2 separate regions of the Mus musculus genome follow, and region 2 is linked to region 1. A link is a contact called in public Micro-C data. All regions are on one chromosome and are shown on one strand. Each heading gives the region's core, a stretch centred on a gene start, on an enhancer-like site or on the middle of the called end of the contact. The rest is flanking DNA. Distances are from core to core; before and after follow the strand shown. Region 1 holds the start of Hnf1b (HNF1 homeobox B). Region 2 holds the start of Dusp14 (dual specificity phosphatase 14).

Region 1 (5,644 bases), core at 2,724-5,223:
AAGTCTCTAAGAATCATAAGAGACCAAGTCTCATAAGGCACAGCACAGATCAAAAGTATTAAAGGAACAATACAAGTATGTATATGAGTTATTTAATGCAGCTATAGAAACAATTCTTCACTACATGTTGATATATAATATACACAAACATATACACACAATATATTAGCTTAACAAGACATCAAAAAGCAAAGAGAAAATTGGGTTCAGATGAAACAATAAAAATTGGTGTTGAAGCTGAGGCCAAATTAGATACAGTGGTAAAACAATTATTTTTTTCAATGGTGCCTGAAAAAAATCAATTAGTTTGTTTAACGCGTTAAAAATCTCCAGCAATCAAGGGAGATATTGTATAGCATTTGAATTGTGGCTATTTCAGCAAGCCTTTGCTATCGGATTCGTGAGAAGCCAGGCTTTCGAATGAGATGTTTTTGTGAATTGTAAACGTTCACATTAATGGTACATAAATTAACTAATTCCTCAAGCATTTATTAAGGCCCAGAAAGTAGAACAACATAATGAAATAGTAAGAAAAAAAGCAGAGGAACTGCGTTCCAGTGTCAGACCTGGAGAATTCATCCTGAGCAGGAGGAAAACACGGCAATCAACATTTTAAACATAACCACGTAAATAACAGCGATCGTCTAAAAGCTCATTGTTGGTTAACATTTCCACAGATATTTTTAGGGTGGAAAAACATTTCTAACAGATACGAACCATAGCTTCAAAAGTTAGAGAAAACAGTATTTGGGTTTTAAAAATTACCACTGTATCGCTTTAACAGATCGTTTGGCCATTTTTCCTTTGTTTAGCTTCTTTACCGGTTATTCTACGTACCTAAAAAAAACCTAGCATAAGAGTGTGTTCTAAACGTGAGTGGTTCCGTGAAAAGGGGAATTAACAGCGAGATGATTAAGAAAAAAGAAAAACAAAACAAAAGAAAAACCGTTGAGACAAAACCTTCAGGCCCTGAATTAAAAATATTTGAATTGGGGGTTAAGATGGCGTAGTTATATCTTAAAAAACAAAAAAAAAAAAAAAAAACCTGAAAAACTAAAAAAAAAAAAACTTCTCGGATCCCAGAATGCCCCGCATATTCCCTACGGAAGAGAGCTCTGAGGCCCAGGTAAAGAGTTATTGGGAAATACAGTTTCCTCCCTAGGAGAAACTCGCTGTAGCGAGGAGCGCTCGGCCTTTGTAGAGCCAGCGCAGGTGTCAAAAGCAAACCCACAGTGGCCACAACGTCCAGCCCGCTCCTTCCTCAAGGGTGACTTTGCTTCCCAGGAGCAGAGACTCTCTGGGTCCCGGCTCGCGGGGAACCAGGGGCCTTGGTCCCTAGGTGGCCCACCAGGTCTCCTAAGCCCCTGGGGCACACCAGCCTCCGACCCGCAGCCGGGGAGCGCGCGACACCGCCGTTTGCAACCCTCCACTCTGGCCAGGTTCTTCCAGCCAGGGTAAAGGCGACCAGGCGCGCCACCGAGTGACCCTCCTCCCCCGCACACCTTTCTTTTCTTTCTGACTTACAGGGGAACAAGGGGGTGGAGCGGGAAGAGAAAAACAAAAGAGAGTGCCCGGTACCCTGCAGTCGGCTGCGCGGTGACCTGCGAGCCGCTAGCAATTTCTTGAAAAATTACTTTAATAAAGTCAGACGCTCCAGGCCCAGGGGAGGGAAGGCGGCACCAGCTTGCGAATGGGACAGAGCTTCAGGGTGTGCCCTGGGTCCTCACCCCAGCTAGAGTCTGGGCTCCTCTCCTTCTGCTCCCCATGGCTTGGGGGTGGGAAGAAGGCCCAGGTCCTAAGACCCCCGACTCAGAGACTCTGCGCCCGCAGAGCTCTGCGGGTGTCGGCTTCCCAGAGCAGCGCGGGGACCTGGGGGTGCGTCCCGTACCTCCGCGCGTGTGTCCGGCGAGCACCCCCTCCTGCGTTTTGATTTCCTTCCCTTTCTAAGCCGAGTTTACAACTTCACCAATGAATAACCCGCCTCTCTTTTCAACCTAATCACGTTTTGTGTACTTTCTGTTGATGATTTATAGGAATAAATTAATAACACCCCAACTCCACGTGCTGCAGTTTATGTTACATCTCCGCTCTGTCCAGCCCGGGGTGGGGACCACGGTGGAGAGGCGCCCTCGGCCTCCCGGGCTTCCCTAAGTCGGCTCCGAGGCGAACTAGACAGTGGCTCTCAGGAGGAAGGACCTAGGCCCCAGGGGGCTGGCGACGGGATGCCGGGTCCCTGAGCCAGGCCCCAGGATAAATTTTCTGCCAGCCTGCCGTCCCAAACCTTCCGAGGGGCTCGGTACCTCAGTCTGTACCCTCTACCCCTGACACCATCCAGGCCGCTAAACTCAGCCAGAGGGGGAAAAAAAAAATCATTGCTACGTGGAGAAACAGCAACGAAAGAAACCCAAGCTTTTAAATTAGAGCAAAATCATTTTAGGGGTTAAAAAAACAAAAAAAACAAAAAACTTTTAGAAGTCCTCCAGATTGCCTTGGCTAGAGGGCGAGCGGCCGGGTCCCCAAAGCGCAAATTCAAATGCAAGGTCATATCCCACCCCAAGCGCGCGCTGCAGGAGAGGAAGCCGAGCCAGGGAGGCCGCCACAGTCACTCCGGAACTCTGAAACTTTGAAGCCGCAGGGCTTAAGAGTCAGAGGCCACGCGAGGGGCTCCTTTCTGAAGCCAAGTGGCCCCGGAGCGACGCGCAGTCTAAGGGAGCCGCTTGGCTCCTTGGATAATTAGTAACTAGCTGTCAAAGCGTAGGCCCGGGCGAGAGGACCGGCAAGTGATCCCAGCCACCGGAGGGACCGCCAGCCAGCCTGGGCTCCCCTAAGCCTGCTGGGGTGTCGTTAGTGAGATGCGTACACGCCCACCTCTGCAAAAGGGCATGGTGGTCTTAGGAGCACCTATTCTCTCTCCCTTTGTTCATGGTTTCTTTTGCCCGGCACTGGTGACCCTACAACAAACTTTCCACTTTATAATTCTAAACTTGGCTCTGTAAGGACACAATCAGAGAACTTGCTTCCCAGGCCTCGGCCACTGATGCTGCCAGGTCTTTTGCAGAGAACTGCAGATCGCAGGGATTAATACGTGGCTTGGGGTTTGGGAAGTTTGGTGGGTCCGGGGGCAATTGCAGCCTTTTCGCTGCACCCACCAGCCCCTCTGGTCATGTGACCTAAGGCTCCGCACCTTCGGTTCTCGTGACTGGGTACCACCAACAAAGTGCCTGGGTCCAGGCTGCCCGCATAGGTGGAGGCAGACGAAGCCTGGGGGTTCCAGGTCGCCCGGTGGAGGGCCAGGTTCAATAGTTAGCAGAGAAGCGGAGTGCCCCCGGGCTATTTTTCCCGTGGGGAAGGGGCTTGGGGAGAGCAGTGTACACCTCATGCCTCCGGTGAGGGGCCGGGGACTCCAGAGACTGCTCGGGCTCCAGGGCGTACCTCGCTCGCTTGCCTACCTGAGCATCCGGTCCACCTCGGCCCGCTGCTCCGCGGCCTCCTCGGTGTTGAGCGCCTGGAGCTCTTTGAGGATGGGAGGAGTGTCATAGTCGTCGCCGTCCTCTGAGCCCTCGTCCCCAGACAAGCGGCCCTTGGCGTGGCCATTGGTGAGAGTATGGAAAACCGGCTTGGTGTCGAGATCCGCCCCGCTCCCGGGGGACAGGGGCAGTGTCTCCAGCTTCACCCCGAAATTCGGGGACGGCAGTAACTCCTCCAAGGCCTGGATCAGCACTTCCTTGGTGACTCCGGAGCTCAGCAGGGCACTCAGGAGTTCTTGCTGGAGCGACGTGAGCTTGGACACCATTTTCCAAGGACGGAAAAAGAAGGGGTTGAGGGGATGGGTGGGTGTGAGAGAGGAGGGTGGAGGGGAGTTTTACAAGAGAACTCCAAGTCCTGGAACCCCTCCACCCTTTAGCTTTCAGACACCTGTTACTCTCTGGGGTCCCGGAGACTCCTCCGAGAGGAGTCAGAAAACTTCTAACTTGCCATGATCTCCACCATTAGGCCATATAAGATATGCAAATGAGTGGGAAGGGCTCAGCTTTCGGCAAGATGCAAATGGTGGTGGGGAGGGGGGAAAAACCGAGAAAGTGGGAGAACCTAAGGGACAGTCCAACGGAGCGAGAGACTTGGGCCGGGATTGGGACTTGCCAGAGCCCATTCTACTCACGCTGGGGGGCTCCAAATCTTCTCTACCGATTCTGTTTATCAGCCAAACTTTAGGTGACCTTTGGACTGGTAAAGCAAGCGGCTTGCAGCCTGGGCTGGGTGGGGGTGGGGGACCTTTCCACTAGCGACAGGTTCGGCTTTAGTCCAGAAAGAAGAAACTGCGCTTCGGGGGTTCAGGTGAGAGAGCTGGACAAAGTTGGGGTGCCTTGGCAAGGGGGAGGGGGGGAGGGTGAGGAGAGCAGAAAGCCTCCAGGTTGTCTGCAGGTAGCAAGCCTGGAGATGTAGTCAGATGGTGGCGAATCAGATTCTTTGGGAATGGGCGCCAGGAATAAGAGTGGCTTTAGGCGCGGTTACAACGAATTGGAGGGACCCCATTTCTTTTTACCTCGGTTACTGCTCTCCAGGTCCTCCTCAGCTCCGCCTGGTAGTTTGGATTTGCCGGATTCCTGACCAGGACCGCGCGTTGTTAACGTGCTAGAGGCCTGCGGGACCCTTGAAAGGAGACGCCGATTCGTTTATGGCCAGAGGGAGTAGCGAAAGTGGAGCTCTGCCGCTGCAGGGCTCACCAGCTACCTGCCCCGCCAAGCCAAGGGGGAGCAGGACACCTGGAGCTCGCCTTCTGCCTAAACCCGGAACCCAACAGCGCCTGAGCTCTGCACCCAAAACTAGGGCTACGGAGTCTCCTTTCTAGTAGTGAATGTGTAGATTGACCTGTGGCTGGACCGACTGTTGCAGCTCTGGATTACCCAGGACCACTGTTTTGGTTCTTAATTCTAGGAAGTCCGTTGTACCGGGAGTTAAGAATCGCGCTCTATAAACACAAGTTCACTGTGGTGGTGGCAGGAGTCTTGTATGCCACCTAGAGCAGGCACCCCTAAAGCCACTGAAGAAAAAAAAATGTTTTTTCCCCCACCCAGGTCTGGTCCGGAAGGAAGCTCTGAGCCTTTCGGCACAGCACGGCAGGAGTTTCTGCCACATCTCCCCTGGGACCCGGAGAGGAAGCAAGGAGGCACAAGCCGCACCCAGACCTCCAGGCAGGGACCTGAGCTGCAGGGAAGGAAACTGCTTACACACACACACATACACACACACACACACACACACACACACACACACGCACACGCACACGCACACGCACACGCACACGCACACGCACACGCACACGCACACGCACACGCACACGCACACGCACAGGCACACACATTTCCCCAGGGTAGAGGCGGTTTTGAACCTCGGTTCTCTCATTTGTGAAATATATTCCTAATATCCAGGATACAGAAAAGCTGTAGACACGGAAGAAGACCACCTGTGCAAAGCTGGCTAACACCTGTGTACACACTTCCCCTGTCTGCGAAGATGGCAGGCCTGTTCCCAGTGGTTTGGAAGCTTAAGGTTCTCAGCATCCGGGCATTAGGGTTGGAAGAACTGGACAAAGAAAGACAAACGGTCAGAACCATCAGCAGGGTAAAGGAACTTCTAAGTACAT
Region 2 (5,980 bases), core at 669-3,168, 220 kb before region 1:
TTTCTACTTAACTCTAGATCATTAGCATAAACTACACAGAGAAGGGTCTCTTTGCATGAGCTTGCCTCTCCCTCTTAAATTAGGGTGTGACTTTTCCTGGAAGGCTTATATCGCATAGTCTACAAAAGCTGTCCTGCTCCTTGTCCCCACCCAGAACTTACTCATGTGCAAGTAATAATGTAAGCAAAAATGATCCCAAAAAACAAAACTGGATGGAATTTAAGGAGGAGTGTGACTGCCACCAAGTCATGAAGTGAGTACAGGACTGTAGGTTCTCAGCTTGTGGGCCAAGACCCTTTCATACGGGTCCCACATCAGCTATCCTTCATGTCAGACATTTACGTTATGGTTCAAAACAGTAGCAAAATTATACTTAGGAAGTAGCAACAACAATAACAATATGGTTGGGGGTGGTCACTGCGTTAAAGGGTGGCAGCACGGGTGTGTGTGTGTGTGTGTGTGAGAGAGAAGCACTGTAGAGGGACATGCAGAAATACAAACAGCATTCAATCACTTCCAGTAGAGATTTTGCTATTTTTACATTAGGGATGTCAAAAGCAGGTCATGAAATAAACTGCCGGAATGATAATAGTACCAGAAAGATATATTCCCATGCAGTTTGAACTCGGTGCTTTAACCTAATCTTAGTCTCCTTGTGTTCTTCATGAAATGGTTAATTTTGCCTAATTTTAAAGCTCTCATGCTTTTTAATGGCATCAAATCTCTTCAGTCTAGGCCATTTTAGCTTTCCCTGTATTATCACTAAAATGCCTCTGCTGTTATATTTTCGTCTGGGAAACAGACAAAAACTTCTAGATATTGCAGCACCCACAAAAAGACTGAATCCAGTTGGCCAATGGAGATTAAAAAAAGAAAGAAAGTAAAACAAAAACCTCCAGGTTTTACTTGAAGATGCTAGAAACTGTTAAGTAAGCCCTAAGTGCGGCGTGCTCCTCCTCTGTCCCCTCCCCCAAATCCAAGAATACTAGTTTGACTTCAGCAGTTCTGATGTCAGCGATTTGCTACAGCGAGGGCATTGCTTGGGTGAGCACAGGACCAACCGAGCGCCAAGTCAGGACTCCTGGAGTCTGACTCACTGCAGAGGCTGGAGGAAGTCGTTCCTACCGCCCCTGTATCGCCCCTCAGTTTTGCGAAGAGAAGAGTAGGGTGGCGCTAAAGTCAGTTTGCATCCATTCATTTCAGGTGAGAAAACCTAAAGAGGACAGAAAGAGAGGAAAGAGAGAGGGAGAGAGCGAGAGAGCTAGTTGAGAGCAAAGAAATTTCAAGGGTTCCACAAGTCAGCCTCGTTGTACCTAGGAGTGTGGGTACTGTCAATGCATCAGAGGTTTAGGGGTCTTTAACTCCTTTGGAGTTTCCCCAGTTACTTCCCTCACCTGTCAATCAAAATCCACCCAGCAGTTGACGGAAGAATTAGGGCGTGGTGGTTTATACCTTTAATCCCAGCTTTAGGGAGATAAAGGCAGAGGCAGGCGAGTCTCTGTGAGTTCCAGGCCAACCTGGTCTACATAGTGAGACCTTGCCTCAACAAACAAGCAAAAAAGAGTGGCTTTGCCTTCCCCCTTGGGTCCGCACCTGGGGCTGTCTCGCCCGGGGGAGGAGGAGGGGGTGGCTGAGAGGCGGTGATTAGTCACTGGCTGCGGCGCTCACACCTTTTATTCTGTCTCTTCCCGCAGTTGCCTCTCTGCATTTGGACAGATTCTTCGAACGCCAGCTCAGAAGCTGGGCCGGAGGACAACGCGGCTTCAAGGAGCAGGGGTCTGCGAGTAAGTCCAGGTGAGTAGGAACCGGGGCCAGGAGGACCTGCCCGCGCCGCAGCGCGCACGCGCGGCGCCCGGAACCCACGCTCGTCCCCGCTGCGGGCCCGCGCTCGGAAGAGGGCGGCAGCGCGCAGGGAGCGGGAGGCGCGCGAGGCCGGCGGGCAGAAGCCGCGAGCCTCGCAGCAGCACGGACCCGAGAGCCGCCGCTGCCGCCACCGGCACACTCGGTACGGGGTGCGGGGGAGAGCCAGAGGGGCCCGGGCGCATGCGACCCTCGGCTCTGCAAACTTTGTGCGGGTGCTCGGCGACCTCGGGGCGCGGGGCGGGAGAGGCTGGGATCCCCGAACCCAAGCCGGCAGGCGTCAGCATGCACCCCGCGACCGGCCCCGCCACCCCCTGGAAACACTTGGCTTTCTGCTATGCCAAGAACTCAACTTGAGCGTCTCTCCTCGGTGTTAGATTGGTGTGCACCATGCTCACATCTGACTCTTATTTCTCCTAAGTATCCTTGCTCTGGAGCGAAGTTGAATTGTACTGGGCTTGGGGTAGGGAAGGGAGCCGAGTGGTGTAGCCGCCTTAGGATTGTATAACTACCTTCTATTGAAGTGGATGTTGCCAGTGGCATCGGCTAATGTTATGGTAACTGGGCATCTTAGAGGCAAGAGAAGGCGGGGTGTTTTACCAGTAGTCTCCCGGTCTAATAATACTAAAAACAATACCTCATACTTTCCACTCAGGAGAGCCCCACGGCATTTGGTTTACGTTCTCTGGGTAGTTTTCAGTGAAGTTTCTAAGAGGTAGGTGGAGAGCTGTGCTTTCCCGATTTGTAGATGTAAAAAACGGAGGCAAGGATTCGGATTCTTAACTGACTTTAATGAAATGTGGACCAAGAGTTTTAACGCAGTTTCCTGCAGTTCTTGCTCCAAAAAGTACCAACTTTGAAGTTTAATGGGATACCAGAACATCCTCCCTGAGGACAATGAAAGGTCAGAGAGGCCAAGGGACAGTGGTCTGCAGCCGCAGGCCTCAGCTACAAAGCCGGGTCCCTCCAACAAGATGCAACTCTTTGGGTGTTGTATGTATTCTTTGCAAAGTTGTGTTTAGGGCTGCAATTTGCTGTTGTCTTTTGTGGACTCATAAAGGGCATTTAGTCTCGGTTTCCTTGAGAAACAGAGGAGTGAGGCACCCCCAGAGTGAGGCACCACTTCTTCCTTGCTGGAGACACCTTAAGAATTCCCATGAGGTCAGACGAGGGCCGAGAGTTCCCGGGAGGAGGGAGGAAGGAGCCCTGCACAGGCGGCTTGACACATGGGCCCCACTCCTGCCTCCAGCTCTGACTCACCTACTGACGCTTGGGGGAGGAGAATAGCTGCTTGGTATTTTTGGCTTTCCCCCATAAAACGGGAGACAGTTGGCTTCATTCGAGTCTTCTCAGCATCCTTTTCGAGAGCGCCGCGCCGCTGAGCTTAGTCCTCCTCTCGGAAGGAAACCTTTGATACTGGCTGACTGCAGGTATGCATTCTGTGAGATCCCTTAATAGAGCTGCACACAGATTTACTGCTGGAGCTTCTAAATCGGGGAAATCCTTCAAGACTTTGGGATTGAAATTAGGGTTAAGAGAAATCTTTGAATTAGATGTATACCTTTGCATGAGGAATTTCTTTTCCTTTTTTTAACAAGATGGATTAAAAATATTTTCCCAGCATCACAAAAAAAGGCTTGGCTCATTCCATCTGAAAAATTAGGACTTTATAGATCAGGTCATTGTCTTCCTTTAATCTTCAAAAGAATGGCTGTCTGTGTGTCTTTCTGTTGGCTTGTATCTTGTAGACTCTTCCCAGCGTTTTAATAAGATGTGTATTTGCATAAGTGACTTGCTAACAAAATCATTTTAGAGTGGATCCGGTTTATAGCAATTTGGTTTCTGTCTAGAACAGGTAGCATGCTTTTTAGGTAAAATCATGTTAACTCTGCCAGCACCTTACTATCTCTCTGAGCAACAGGCAGAAGGATCTCACAAACAACTTGAAAGGAGCTGGGTCGTTGTGATGCTTGGTTTTACTCCCAGGTGCAGAATGGAAACTTCCCTATTAATACACAAACACGACAGGCACGCACGACCAACAGCAGCGGATTGTCTTTGCACAGAGAAGACACAAGAGGGAGTGGAAGGCAGAAGAGTTGCTAAAGCAACCGATGGCCTGGGTATAAACTTACAGGGCTCGCATTTAAGGTGGTAGCTTCATTATTTATGATCGCTTCCCTGGGGTGACACAACAGAAAGGAAAGCGTTAATGGAGGAGGGTGCCGCAGCTCAGCTGGAGTCAATGGCAGGAAAAGGGTTCATCTGACAAGTTCATGTCAGCAGGGCATGACTTTGCATAGCAAACATTTACTAAGGAGTTTTGCTGTTCTAAAGGCACCGGGCTGGGTGCTGAGGTAAGAAAGCAAATGAGGGTCACGACCTTAGACACGACCTTAGACACGACCTTAGACACCTAGTAATAGTGAGAGGAGTGCTCTTTTCCTGGGATCGGAGCCTGTTTTTTGGTACTCGATGAAGGAATAAACTGAATGGGTAACTTGATCAGTTACTTTAGAGAAAGATGTAAGGGTAACCACAGCCAAGAAGCAGACTCCTACTGCATTTTCCCCTCCCCCCTAACCCCCCACTACTTTTTCAGGACAGCTGATTACTGTACTGACTATAATGGAAATAATCTCCTTTGCCTATGGTTTTTACCTCTAAGCATAAACCTAAACAGCACAGCTGTTCATGCCCCTTTCACCTTTATGCAACATTTTTTTTAGGTCTTGTTTGTTTGCGATGGGGTCTCTAGTGTATCCCTAGCTGTCCTGAAACTTGCTCTGTAGACCAGGATGACCTCAAACTCACTGAGATCTGCCTGCCTCTGCCTCCCAGCTGCTGGGATTATAGGCATTTGCTACAACACCAGGCTTAGGTTTTTCTTTTCACTTGCAATAACTATATATATAGATATATATAGATATATGTGTGTGTTATGTGTAATATATATTTTATATATATATATAGTGAACATATAGATAATTGTGTAAATTAATGCACTGTAGTGTTTGAATTTTTAATTCATATTTTTTATGTGTGTGGAGTTTTCAGCTGCAGGTTTGTCTGTGTACTATATTTGTGCTTGGTGCCCAGAGGGGCCAGAAGAAGGTGTCAGTCTTCTTAGGGAAGTCTAGAGTTAAAGATAGTTTAAGCTGCCATGTGGAGGCTGGGAATTGAACCTAGCTAGGTCCTCTGAAATAGCAGCCAGTGTTCTTAACCACTGAGCCATCTCTCCAGCCCCTGCACTATGATTTTTTTTTTTTTTTAAAGATTTATTTATTGATTATATGCAAGTACACTGTAGCTGTCCTCAGACACTCCAGAAGAGGGAGTCAGATCTTGTTACGGATGGTTGTGAGCCACCATGTGGTTGCTGGGATTTGAACTCCTGACCTTCGGAAGAGCAGTCGGGTGCTCTTACCCACTGAGCCATCTCACCAGCCCAGCACTATGATTTTTGAAGATTCGTCTGTATGTTGTCTGAGACTGTAGTTGGTTCATTTTGGGGTAAACATTACCTGTCAATGTCATATGTTGGTGAACATTTTGAGTTGTTTGTAGCCTTGGGCAATTATGAATAGTCCTGGGTTAGGAGTGATGCTCTTTTTCAAAAGAGAGTGTCTCAATTTACATTCCTGCAGTGGTGTCCACTTTGAAGTCTTAGGTCACTAAGTGTGTTTGCTGTTTAACCACAGCAGGCTTGGATAGTTAAGTGGCTACGTGTCATGGGGCTGGGGGTTAGTTTGGTTCCTGTTGTATAATGCACCAGCATGTCTGTGAGTGGTTGTTCTATCTGCATGTATGTTTGTACACTACATGCCTGCAAAGGGCAGAAGGCATTGGATCCCCTCTGGAACAGAAGTTACAGACAGTTGTAAGCCACCAGGTGGCTGCTGGGAATTGAACCAGGGTCCTCTAATAGAGCAGCTAGTGTTCTTAACTACTGACCCATCTCTCCAGCCCCCTCTAATGTGTTTCTCTTTACTCCCGCTAAGTTTTGTGATTCTCAGGTGGGTCTCATACCTTTAATCCCAACAATTGGGAGGCAGAGGCCAACTTGGTCTATAGAATTGTTCCAGGACAGCCAGAAAATACACAGTTTCTGTCCCGAAGA

The links. A called contact is a pair of places that touch in the nucleus more often than the background predicts.
Region 2: a contact with region 1 is called in a Micro-C map of embryonic stem cells, with 2.0 times the contacts expected there. The contact joins the promoter of Dusp14 here to the promoter of Hnf1b in region 1. A contact is called at or near these places in 5 of 39 promoter capture datasets (the 3T3-L1 cell line, embryonic stem cells, hematopoietic stem and progenitor cells and 2 more), 7 of 484 Hi-C or Micro-C datasets (LSK cells, embryonic stem cells, granulocyte-monocyte progenitors and 1 more), 2 of 115 datasets of contacts at active chromatin or transcription factors (embryonic stem cells and pancreatic cancer cells) and 2 of 9 other capture datasets (adipose tissue and pancreatic islet).

Annotation. Positions count from the first base shown.
Region 1 is chr11:83,849,198-83,854,841 of GRCm38.p6, reverse strand. It overlaps Hnf1b (HNF1 homeobox B), which reads right to left and starts at 3,973. Exons shown (of 9, transcript NM_009330.3): 1 at 3,450-3,973. The coding sequence starts at 3,793. It overlaps Gm12576 (a long non-coding RNA gene), which reads left to right and starts at 4,211. Exons shown (of 4, transcript XR_388929.3): 1 at 4,211-4,335; 2 at 4,563-5,622.
Region 2 is chr11:84,064,295-84,070,274 of GRCm38.p6, reverse strand. Dusp14 (dual specificity phosphatase 14) reads left to right here and starts at 1,918. Exons shown (of 3, transcript NM_019819.3): 1 at 1,918-2,005.